Regions from separate parts of the Oryctolagus cuniculus genome. Here region 1 is linked to region 2. Evidence: chromatin contacts called from public Micro-C data. All regions are on one chromosome and are shown on one strand. The core of a region is the stretch at or near the end of the contact, and the rest is flanking DNA. Distances in the headings are between cores, read along the strand shown. Region 1 overlaps AHNAK (AHNAK nucleoprotein). Region 2 holds the start of AHNAK (AHNAK nucleoprotein).

What was found. Hi-C and Micro-C count contacts between places; a contact is called where the count stands out from the background.
Region 1: a contact with region 2 is called in a Micro-C map of ear pinna, with 2.9 times the contacts expected there. The contact joins the enhancer-like site here to the promoter of AHNAK in region 2. A contact is called at or near these places in 4 of 6 Hi-C or Micro-C datasets (ear pinna, liver, psoas muscle and 1 more).

The regions. Positions count from the first base shown.
Region 1 is chr1:9,036,313-9,042,484 of mOryCun1.1, forward strand. All of the region lies in intron 4 of AHNAK (AHNAK nucleoprotein), which reads left to right. Among named protein-coding and RNA genes, the nearest start is that of AHNAK, 39 kb to the left of the region's middle. Within about 2 kb of position 4,794, at least 7 of the 8 cell types and tissues checked have an H3K27ac peak or open chromatin away from gene starts, as enhancers often do. A contact at or near this core is called in ear pinna, where this site is marked.
Region 2 is chr1:8,998,774-9,004,450 of mOryCun1.1, forward strand. AHNAK (AHNAK nucleoprotein) reads left to right here and starts at 1,645. Exons shown (of 6, transcript XM_070069462.1): 1 at 1,645-1,797.

The DNA.
Region 1 (6,172 bases), core at 3,544-6,043, 41 kb after region 2:
TTTTTTACTTGTCACATGGATAAAGCATTGTCTGGAGTCCTTGCCAATTCTAACAGGCTGTGATCCCCTAAGAAGCAACCGTTTCAGGTCAGGAGTAATGAATGCAGTGCAAATCATTTTTCATGTGGCTGGGAAGTTGTCTTGAATGTTGTGAGCAAGAGGTAGCGCTGTTGAAACACTGCTACGTCTCCTAAAGCAAGACTTTTTCATTGCACTGGAAAATGCATGTTATGCAAAAACTATGCATGGATTCCAAAAAGCTTTCTGCAGTAAGATACTTAAGATTCCATTTTTTCCATGAACTTCGTGCAATAGCTTTGTACATGTCCCACTTCAGGGTGCCATGTGAATTCTTTGGTAGCTTGCGTTAGCTAAGACACTAAGAAATAGTATCTGGGAGACACAGCTAAGTCTGTAACTAGAGGTTTCTTTTTTTTAATTTTTAATTTTAAAAAAATTTTATTTGAGAGGTAAAGTTACAGACAGTGAGAGGGAGAGACCGAGAGAAAGGTCTTCCTTCTGTTGGTTCACTCCCCAAATGGCCGCAATGGCTGGAGCTGTGCCAATCCAAAGCCAGGAGCCCGGTGCTTCTTCATGGTCTCCCACATGGGTGCAGGGGCCCAAGGACTTGGGCCATCTTCTACTGTTTTCCTGGACTGAAAGAGGAGCAGCCGGGACTAGAACCGGCACCCATATGGGATGCCGGCGCCTACTGTGCCACAGTGCCGGCCCCAACTAAAGGTTTCTTATAAATGTATTTATTTATTAAAAAGATTTATTTATTCACTTGAAAGGCAGAGTTACAGAGAGGCAGACACAGAGAGAGGAGAGAGAGAGAGAGAGAGAGAGAGAGAGAGGTCTTTCATCCGCTGGCTCACTCCCCAGATGGCTGCAATGGCTGGAGGCTTCTTCTGGGTCCCCCATGTGGTGCAGGGCCCAAGGGCTTTGGGCATCTTCTGCTGCTCTCCCAGGTGCATTAGCAGGGAGCTGGATTGGAAGTGGAATAGTGGGGACTCAAACTGGTGCTTACATGGGATGCCAGCATCACAGGCAGTGGCTTAACCCACTGTGCCACACCGCCAGCCCCAACACAATGCATTTCTTATGTCTTTCAATTGGAATCTCCAATCGTTTTATTTTTTAAACTTTTTTTTTTATTTTTTTTTACTTTTACTGGAAGGGCTGAGAGACACAGAGATCTTCCATCCACTGGTTTACTCATCAAGTGCCTGCAACAGCTAGGGCCAGGACAGGGTGAAGCCAGGGACCTGGAACTCCATCTGGGTCTCCCATATGGATGGCAGGAGCCCACGCACTTGTCACCACCCCCCAGCCATGCATTAGCAGGAAGTTGGAATCAGAAGAAGAGCCTAACTTGGACCCAGGCACTCCAAAATGGGATGCTGGTGTCCCAAAGCCTCATCCACTGCGTCTCTCCCTTGGACTCTCCAATTGTTAACATTTACCTTGTTTGCTTAAATATCTCTCTTAAATCATGCATTATATATATGTTATCATTACCCTTATTTCTGATGAATCCTTTGAGAGTAAATTTCAGACCTCATGACTCTATCCCTAAATACTTCAGTACATGTGGACATTTCTCATGTAACCCAAAAACAAAATTTAACTTCAGGAAACGTAACGTTGGTACATGATCTCACATGTAGTCCACATTAACATCTCACAAATTGCTCCAATCATTTCCTTTACAGCAATGTCATTTTTTTCCCATGTGGGCTTCCATCATCTAGGACCCCACTTGGCATTCTATTGTCTTGGTTTCTGTATTTCTTCTATCTGGAATAGTTTCACAGCTTTTTGTTGTCATTCGTGATGTTGATACTTTTAGAAGTGTACGGGACCAGTTGTTCTGGAGAAATATGCTTGGGTCAGGGTTGGTCTGATGACTACGTGACCCCACGGTTAGGCTCGGGTTATGCACGTAGGGGCAAGAAAACCACACAGCCATGGGGGTGCTTTCCAAGGCATCCCCTTGGAAGTGGAAAGCAAAGGAGAGGTGTGTTCATTCCGGCTCCTTGGCTGAGCAGGGGACAGCCAAGCTTCTGCGCAACGCTGCCATGGCTTCCCATTGGAATGAGCAAATTTGCCTGAGTTTTCAAGCAAGAAGTCCAAGTTTGGGCAAGTTTATTTTGCAGGCACACTTGAAAGGGCCAGTGGCACACTTGGCCTTGGCATGCTCCAGGGTAGGGGTTTGAAAAATGGGTTCTGGCTCTGGGCTTTGCAGCACAGAGCAGCCCTCTGTCTTTGCTCACGAGGACAAAGAATTCTGTGCAGGAATGCCTGCCACGGGCCGAGAATGCCATGTGCTGTTTACCAGCCTCTGAACTGCCCTTGGCGTCGGGCAGCCTCAAGTGCTTTCTAAGACTGAGCGCTCCTAGCAGGAAAGCCGTGCGGGCCACAGCAGATGTGTAGGGAGCAATCTGCTGGGGAGGGCGCTTTCACTTCCCCTTAATACCTCTGTTATTTTCCAATACAACTTGAGGCCTGGCTCTGCCAGAAAAGCTTCCCAGTAGCAGGGCCAGGGAAGGGAAAGGTTATGGGTGATGAACCCGCTTTGTCTTTGGACGGGGTGTTCTAGCCCACAAAGTACTTTATGTCCTGAGATTGCACCCTGGGTTCTCAGCTCCACCCAGGCAAGGGGGCAGTGAGGCTCCACGCTACAGACCAGAAAGGTGAGGCTGGGAGAAGAGAAGTGATTTTTCTCAACTCAGAGAGCTCGGAAGAGATGGCCCTGCAAGGTTTCAGATCAAGAAATAAATAAATATTTATTTATTTGAAAGTCAGAGTTAGAGAGAGAGAAGGAGAGGCAGAGAGAGAGGTCTTCCATCCGCTGGTTCACTCCCCAGTTGGCTGCAATGTCTGGGGCTGCGCCGATATAAAGCCAGGAGCTAGGAGCTTCTTCTGGGTCTCCCATGCGGGTGCAGGAGCCCAAGGACTCAGGCCAGAGAGCTGGATCAGAAGTGGAGCAGCCGGGACTAGAACCAGCACCCATTTGGGATGCCGGCACTTCAGGCGGCAACTTTGCCTGCCATACCACAGCACCGACCCCTCAGATCAAGAAATAACACACACACACAGAGAAACACAGACACAGACACAGACACACACAAATATTTTTTTTTCCCTTTCTGTGTTGCTATTGATGTTTTCCTGAGGAAGGTGGGAATTTTTTTCCTTGGGGAAGTTTTTAGGAAATGGGAAGTTTTGTGAATTTTTTAGGGTCTTGGGATGTTTTATCATCACTGAAACTAGTTATTAAGCAGTTTGTTTAAAAATATTTATTTACTGTATTTGAAAGGCAGAGTTACAGAGAGAGAAGGAGACAGAGATCTTCTAGTTGCTGGTTCACTGCCCAAATGGTTGCAAAGGCCAGGGTTGAGTCAGGCCAAAGCCAGGAGCTTCTTCTGGGTCTCCCTTGTGGGTGCAGGGGCTCAAGCACTTGGACCATCTGCTGCTTTTCCCAGGCACATTAGCAAAGAGCTGGATGGCAAGCGGAGCAGCTGGGATTCAAACCAGCACCCACATGGGATGCTTGCATTGCAGGCAGTGGCTTCACCAGCTACACGGCGTACGCCCCTATGAAGCAGTTCTGTGTGCAAAGCCCATTGCTTCGCCAAGCTGCTGTCTATTAGGGAAATAACAGCAGTAATAGATGCCAGTTCCGCAACTGCAGGGCAAGTGAGCCAAACCTTCTGTGCCTGTTTCTTGATCTATCAGAGGGATGAGTTGGTACCTCTCTCACAGAATGGTTGTGAGGATGATGTAAACGAACATATATGATGTGCTTAGCACGTGGTAGAGATTCTAAGTGCTAAGGATTCCTGTACTCCTATATATTAACTTTGGGTTATGCGATGTGTGCCTCAACTCTTGATTTCCACAGCAACCCCATGAGGTGGGTATTATTTTTCTTTTAGTAGGCAAAGAAGGGGAGGCTCAGAGAAGCTAAGCAGTATGGGTAGGGTCACACAGCACTCACGCTGGGGTCTGATCCGACTGAGAAGCTTGCATTCTGCTTGCTCCCGCGCCAGGAAGGCTCGTAGCAGTGCACAAGTTTGCAAGGTCTGGGGCGGAGGGTGGGGTAGGGCATTCCCAGCAGAGGGACAGCAGGAGTGAGAGTGTGGAAGTCAAGGGCCAGGGCAGGCTGGCCGGAGCAAGAGACGAAGGGAGGGTGTGGTGCGTGTCTCTGTATCCGGAGAGAGGCTCCGGATGCAGGCGGCGGCAGCTTCCAGGTCCAGACCTGCAAGGAAACACCTTGTCCCTCACACCTGTTGGCCCACTGTGCGCGGAGCAGGTGGGCTCCAGGTCTCCCACAGAGGGAAGGTTGGGGGGCTGCCAGCTCCTCTCGCCCAGTACCGCCCCGGTCCTTCCAGGGAGATAAACAAGGGGTAGATTACAACCAAGCGTGTTTTCTACTCAGCCCGCCCACTAGGTCCCGCCCGCAAGGCCAGGGGCCGGCTGGGGAAAGGCCGCACCCGCGCTGCAGGAGCGCAGGCCGGGATCGCTGTGCGGCCGGCGGGGGCGCTGTGGGGCGAAGCCCCCGGCTGGGCGAGGGTCTGGAAACTCCGAGAGGACTTGCGGGTAGAGCAGGGCTGTCCGCAGCCGCGACTGTTCCCCTCGACTCTCCCCACCTGCCGGCCCCGCTGGCTCTGGGCGGAGGCGGATTTGAGCCTGGCCGCAGAAAAACGCGGATGCTGGATCTCGGCTTCCTGGGCGGGACGGAGCCGCCCCGCACCTCCTACCCGCGCGCCCCGCCTCGGGGAGGAGCCCGGGCCGCACAGCCCAGGGTGCATTCGAGAAGGCCCGGGTGGGGAGGCGCGGCAGGAATAGGGCGTGGAGCGGGAAGGGAAGAAACCGGAGGGAGCAGGGTGGCGCCCAGGGGGACCATGGGGGGACGTTAGCCCCGCTCCCCTTCTGCGTGTCTCCCTGGCGCCCTCAGTCAGTTTCACAAGCTAACTAAAGCAGCGTGCTTGCAACATCTGCGGCGACCAGAAGCGAGCGACGCCCTTGAGCCCTGTGGGCTTGCTGCTCGCCGCCGCGCCCTGCCTACCCACCGGTCAAAGCCCAGGCCGCATCCCCGGCCTCGGCCCATTGCCAGGCAGAGTTTTATCCGCTGAGGGTGGCTGGGAGCCCCGTGCCTTGCTGCGCACCCAGCGGGTCTGGACTGGGGAGGAGGAGGGAGAGGCACAGGGGTGGGGGTGGGGGACAGGGACGGGGTTGGAGGGGGCCGAGGTCACACTTCCCAAAGCCTGGCCATCGGAGGTCACCCCTTATCCTGGTGAGTCCCCAAGCCCCAGACGCCAAGCTTTTCCCTCTACTCAGACTTTGCTCAAACGACAAGACTTGTACCCTGACAAACTCCTCTCATGGAGAGATCGGGGTTGCACGTGTTTAACACTTCTGAACGCTCGAGCTTGGAAGGGGGCTTTGGGCCGGGAGGCGGGGGTCCCTCCTGGTGGTTATTTCGGGCCAGCTCAGGGTGTTCTGGACAGGAGTTCCTTTTGGCAAAGCCTCACGGCGTGAGTAGAGAGGCACAGCCTGCTTTGTTCACCCGGGAGCTTGACGCAGTCCTGGGTGCGGAACCACAGCAAAGCACCCACCACCCGGTCCCCGCCTCGCTAGGGGTGGCCTCGCCTTCCCACCCCTCCTGCAGCTCAGCGGAAGGGGAGGGTTTTTGACAGCCTGGAGTTTCACCTGGGCGTGTGGTCACTAACAGGGCCCATAGCTGCCAGCTGGGCCTCCCGAGGGCCGGTGTGGGGCGGGCTGGCACGCGAGCAGGCAGGGGGAGAGCAATGACAGGGCATTTTCTATTTGTAAGACTGCAAGTCTGGCTCAGAACTTGAATTTCAAGTGGGCCCTTCAGGCAGATAGGGAAGTCAGGTGCAGTCGGCGCGGATTGTCTAAATTCCTAGAAAATAAATTCTAGGAATTTAACTGTCTGCGGGAGGGAAGAGTGCCAGGTGGGAAAAGTTGGAGGCCTGCCAGGAAGGGGCTGGCTTTTTGTTCTTTTCACTCTACTTGACACCGTGTTTTTCCATAAATGACTTGTCTCTTGAATTCTAACTAAGAGATAAATTCAAGCTTTCAGCCAAGGATTTTTTTTTTCATAATCTTTTTTTTTTTTTTTTTTTTTTAACTGGGCCGCAGT
Region 2 (5,677 bases), core at 395-2,894:
ATGTAAAAAGCCAGGGGCTGGCGCTGTGGTGCAGTGGGTTAAAGCCACGGCCTGCAGCACGGGTGTCTCATACGGGCACCAGTCCATATAAGAGAGTCCTGGCTGCTCTATTTCCGATCCAACTCCCTGCTAATGCTCCTGGAAAGGCAGTGGAGGATGGTCCAAGTGCTTGGGCCCCTGCACTCATGTGGGAGACCTGGAAGAAGCTCCTAGCTTCCTTGTGGCCCAGTCCAGTTATTGTGGGAGTGAACCAGTGGATGGAAGATCTCTCTGTTTCTCCTTCTCTCTGTAACTCTGTCTTTTACCTGTATGTGTGTGTGTGTGTGTGTGTGTGTGTGTGTGTCTGAGCGAGAGAGACACAGAGAGAGGTAAAGACAGGGAGAATGCTGGTGGCCGGATCTGCCTCGCCTGTGTTTCTCTGCATGTCTGTGCCTGTCTGAATGTCTATGCAGTGTCTCCACCTTTCTGTGTCCATTACATGAGTGCCTGCATGTCTGTAGTGCCTCTTGCTGTCTCTTCCCTCCCCCCCAGGGCCTGTACCCTGTGTGGGTAACTGGACCTGGACACAGCCCCCAGGGCTGGCAGAAGAGCTGGTTGACTGCCGGGTATTTTTAGCCTGTAAACATGTTTGCCATTTCAGAGGACAGGGCCAAGCTGGTCTCAGCCCCAGCCCACTCCTGATTCTGCAGAGAGAAAGGCGCTCCGGCCTGCGCCAGGCCTTCTCAGCCCTCCAGCCTAAGAGAAGGAAGGGAAACTGGCTTGGAGCAGGCAGTGGGTGGCCACCTAGGAGGGCAGGATAAGAGGAGTCACTGGGGGGGGGGGGAGAGGAAGGGGGTGTGTAGCTTGCACCCCATCATTAAGCGTTTAATAAGATCTCCATGTAGTTAGAAGTTGCTGTGGGAATTGGTTGTAAACTGGAAAAGAGTCCTGCAAGTGAGGAGGTGGAGGAGGAGCTCAGAGAGGGGCTCCAGCAGACGGGAGGGGGGGGCCGAGGGAAAGCTGCGGCTGTGACTCCTGGCCTTGGGAGGGGGTGTCTGGAGTGGAAGGTGGGCAGCCGGGGCCGCCTCCAGGGACTGCCGGCCTGACTCCCGCGCGTCGCTGCAATGCCCCGGTGACCCTAAGCCCTGGAAGTGGGGCCCGCGGCTCTAAGCTGATTCTTGCCCCCTACCCCGAAAGAGAGAACGCGAGAAATGGGCGCGGGGCACGGAGCTCAGGAGCCAGGAGAGGAAGCGCAGTTCCCTGAGTTGAGAGTCCTAAAACGTCTGCGTCAGGCCGTGGGCCGCGGCTGCACCTCCAAGGTCCCACGGCCCCTCCAGTGAAATGGGAATTCCCAGTTCCAGCTGTGAGGATGAGCCTCGGGGAGCTTCCAGGAGTTTCTCACCGATGAAATCACACCCTGCACACATTGGAGGGTGGGTCCCGGCAGAGGGCGAGGGGCGCGATGAGGGAGGAGCCGACGCCCCGTGTCCCCGAGCCCCTTCGCGAACCCGCAGCAGCCCACTCCCCGGTCCCTGCTCTGTTGGCCCCACTCGCTCGTCCCAGACCCGTTCGGGCCCCGCCCGGCCCCGCCCTCTCCCCACAGCTCCGGGCAGACCCGCCCGCTGGAGCCGGAGTTACAAGAGCCGCCTCCGCGCGCGGGGGCCCGGCCACTCGGAGCAGCTCTGCCGCGGGGACTGCACCGCCCGCCCTGCCGGACCCGCCCCGACCGGGGCTCGCCACCGCCACCGCCAGCAGCCGCAGCACCGCGACCTCGCGCCCGGCGCCGGCTATGGCTGTGCCCTGGGGCTGAGCGCACAGGTAGGGGCTCGGGACACACCGTGGCGCGATCGGGGGTCAGGGCACGAGAACGTGTCAGGGAGGTGGGTTGCGGGGCGGGCTTGGGCGAGGCGCGTGGGTGTGTGTGCGTGGGGACGGCGCTGTGAGGCTCCAGACAGTTTGGGGCAAGCTGGGCCGCCCAAGGCCTCCCTCGCGCCTGGGGAGCGGAGCTCTCGCCTCCGGAGTTGGGGCGCAAGTTGAGCAAAGTTGGGAAAATTGCTCTCAAGTGCGCTTTGCTCCGCTGCGAATTTCGCTCGAGAGCAGACTGTTGGCCCCCCGCTGCATCGCCGGGCGCCCAGCTCCTGGCCTGGGTGTGTGTGTGTGTGGGGGGGTCCCCGTCCCACACCCTCACTCCATGGGGCGGTGGCTCCGTGCGCCGCTCCGTTCCTGTGCCTTGTTTACTGGAGAAGTTTCCGAGCTCGCCGCCGCAGCCCCCGGCCCCTCCCCGGCGTCCACGCCCGCGCCCCTGCCGCTGTCCTTCCGTGCTCCCGCACCTCCGCCCGGGCCTCGCGTCCCGAGTCCTCCCAGCCCCACCCGCTTCTGCACCCGCCGGCCTCTCCCTTTCTCGCTCCTGGCAGCCCCCTCAGCCCCTTCCAGCTGCCCCGCCCTAGTCTTGCCCCTCCGCGTTCCCCGCTCCAGAGAACTCCCTTCTTCCTCCAGAGCCGCCGAGCCTGGAAGTTCGTAGCGCGCCTCCCTGCGGGTTGGGTGGGAGTGGGGGTGGGGGCCATAATTAGGGAGATTCCTGCACTGGGGTGGGCGGGGAGGGGGGCTGTGCAGCCCTCGGGACCGCCCCTTCCCCTCCAGAGGCGGCACTTTCTCCTCCACCCAACTCCCAAACCCGTCCGGGCGGGATGGCCCCCGCCCCAGCGCCTGGCCCGGCGCCAGCAGCCTTAGGAATGTGGTGGTTGGAGCCGGTGACTAATTCAAACCAGAACTCGGGGGGAGTGGTGAGGGGCAAAGGGGAGGGGGAAAGGGGCCGTGTGTGGGCGGTGGGGGGCAGAAGCCGGACTCGGCGTCGGAGGAGGTCTTAGCTCCCCTCCTTGGAACCGTGCGCCCAGTCGGTGCGCGCCAGGAGTGAGCGCGGGGGAGCGCGGTCCCGCGGCGGGCTGGAAAGGCAGCGTGCTTAGGGTGTGTGCACAGAACGGTGTTATGTAAGGCTCTCAGGCAGGGAGGGGTGTGCAGTGCGCGGGGCTGGGCGCCCCCTGCAGTGCCAGCGCCGTGTGTGGGGGCGCAGCCCCTTGTGGCGCCTACCAGGAGAGCTTTGAGGGGCCCGGAGCAGGGCTGGCCGCGCCCCTCGTGAGAGGGGGCGGACAGGGGTCCGGGGGACTTCGCAGCTCTGAGCCCCGACGGCCAGGTGGTGGACGGCTCTGGCTCGTCTCTGCACGGTGTGTGCTCCTGCGCTTACAGGGCGTGGCGCTGGCCGCGGGGAGGGTAGGGCGAGGTGTTGGGGAGCGGATTTGCGGAAAGGCAGCGTGGGAGCCTCCTACGGACGCGGGGTCCTTAGAGAAAGACCCGGAGAGCTATCCCCCGTAGGGGGCTCCCAATAATTGGCTTGGAAACTCTCTTCTCCGTTAAAATCCACCCTCTGGTTGCAGGGACCCTCTTCGCTGCCAGCCCTTGGCCGAGCACGTGATAGGAGCTGGGGTTGACTTTGTGGGATCCATGATCCAGGGGGAGGTCGTGGCAATAGGGGAGTATGGGGGGTGGGGGAAGGAGGGAGAGATTCACGGTGTCCTGGGCGGGGCGCGAGGGGCTCGGCATCTACTGCGGTGTGATTGAGAGGAGTAGATCGCCCCTTGGTCCCCGCCTCAGTGAAGGAAATCCGCGGGGTAGGGTGTGGCACTAACGCTTTCAGAAGCTGAATGGGGAAGCTTCCTTCTCTTCTTAGGGACTGCAGGGCTGGGGCTGCCCAGAGTAGGTAGAATGTGCAGAGCGGGAGTAGAGGGGAGCACCGGTTTTAGGGGCTCAGAGTCATGAGCTGTGAGGTGAGGAGGGTGGAGGGGAGCCCTGAGCTTGCTGGTGGAGGCCTGGGGGTCTCAGGGACAGGGGGTTGACGGTGGCTGAGCCCCTCTGGGAGGCTGAGGTTCTGCGTGGGGACCTCGCTCACAGAACTAGGACACCCGGAGATCCTCCCCGCTCTGAATCAGGGCTCTAGGTCTGGACAGCTTGAAGAGCTGACCCCACAGAGCCGAGGATACAGGCCCAGGGTGGGACGGGAGAGAGGAGGGAGGAGGCCAGCACTGGTCAGGGCAGGGCATGGACTGGGAGTGGGTGGGGTCGGGGTCTCCCAGTTTCCCTGCCATCACCAGGCTGGATTCCTTTAGCTCAACGTGGAATTGGCTGGCCGACCTGGCCGGCCGAGCAGGCGCCTGTGCCTGTGAGCTGGTTTGAGGGGTTGGGGCAAAGCCGTGGGGGCGGAAGGGTGTGTGGGGCGCTGGGGTGTGGTCACCACCTTCTGTAGAACTTGGGAACCGCCTGGGGTCAGACGGGGAGGAAGACTGGGAGAGCGCCTCCGACTCCTGTTGGGAGCTTTGCCTGCGCTCTCTCTTCTGCTACTCCCTGACACCCCTGAGGTTCTGTCCCCAGGCTGGGTTGACCACGTGCTGGTGCATACTTAGGTTTGAGGAAGGGGGGTGGCTGCTGGGGTGGCTTCAGAATGTGCCACTTCCCTTGGGCCGTGGCAGTGGCTCTTTCTGGGTTTCTCTGTCCCCCACTCCCCTTGCCCCCAGCTTCATCCAGGCTCCCTGGGAGCTGGTGTTTGGGCTCATACCTTCCAGCTGGACTCCCAAGACTTCCCAGAGCATGGACAGCTTCCCCTGCATGGCTGCGCTGTGCCCAAGTGTGTGTGTGTGTGTCTGTGTGTGTGTGTGTAGGGGGGTGGGGAGCAGTGGGTGGCTGCAGCAAGGCTTTGCAGGAATGTGTGTATACATTTTGATGAGATTACTGGCCTCGGTTCCCACTGGGGCTGTGGCTGTGCTGACCTGTCAGTGCTGGGATCGCTGGTCTATGTTGGCCTTGGGCCCCCGTGACTGACGGTGTCACAGCCACTGTGTCTCTGAGTAAGGTGTGTGTCATCACAGGTGAGAGTGTTCCCATGCTGGCTGTGCATGGGGGTCCCTGCATCGCGGTGGGCCTGGCTCTGTCACCTCTGCCTGTTGTTGCAAGAGTTCTGGGGGTGGAAATGTCATGCAAGTGTCAGGAGCCAGTAAGGAAGCTCCAAAGTAGGTTTCTCGATCCTGGACAGGTCTGGGCCCTGCAGTTTGTGTGCAGAGGCCGGAGACAGAGCAAGGACAGCCCTGGGAACACAGGCCTGGCTGAGCGAGGCACTGCACACGGCCTGTCTGGGAGGGGCATCCTGCCCGGTCCCCGGGGGCCGGAGCGGAGGTTCTGGGGGAAGGGGAAGTGCCTGGAGCTGATCCCGGCTACGTGTCCCGGCTGTGCTGGGGGGCGGCACTTTGGCGGCTGAGCCCCGGCGGCCTGGCCCTGCGCCCCTGCACTGGCGTGGCCTGCCCGCTGGGGGGAGCGCGCCCGGCGCCCTCTCGGAGGCGGCCGTGGGTGGGGCCTCCAGGCAGCTCCCAAGCTGTTATCAACGCCTCAGGGTAGGACCCCGTGGTTACTCCCCCCTTTCAGCCGAGGAGGCTGCCACCCTCAGAGGTGGCGTCCTGATGTCAGTGGTCCCGAGTGCTGTGTGGCCACGGGTGGGGACTTCCCACCGGGAGAATGTCGTGCTGTCCCCAGGTTCCTGTCGGGAGGAGCGGGGACAGTCCCTCTTGCCCAGGAGTAGAGGAGGGAATCCCCCTCCCTCCTGGAAGTGAGAACTTGGGTGTTTTGGGGCTTGGAGCCCTCTGGGTGAGAAGGAGGA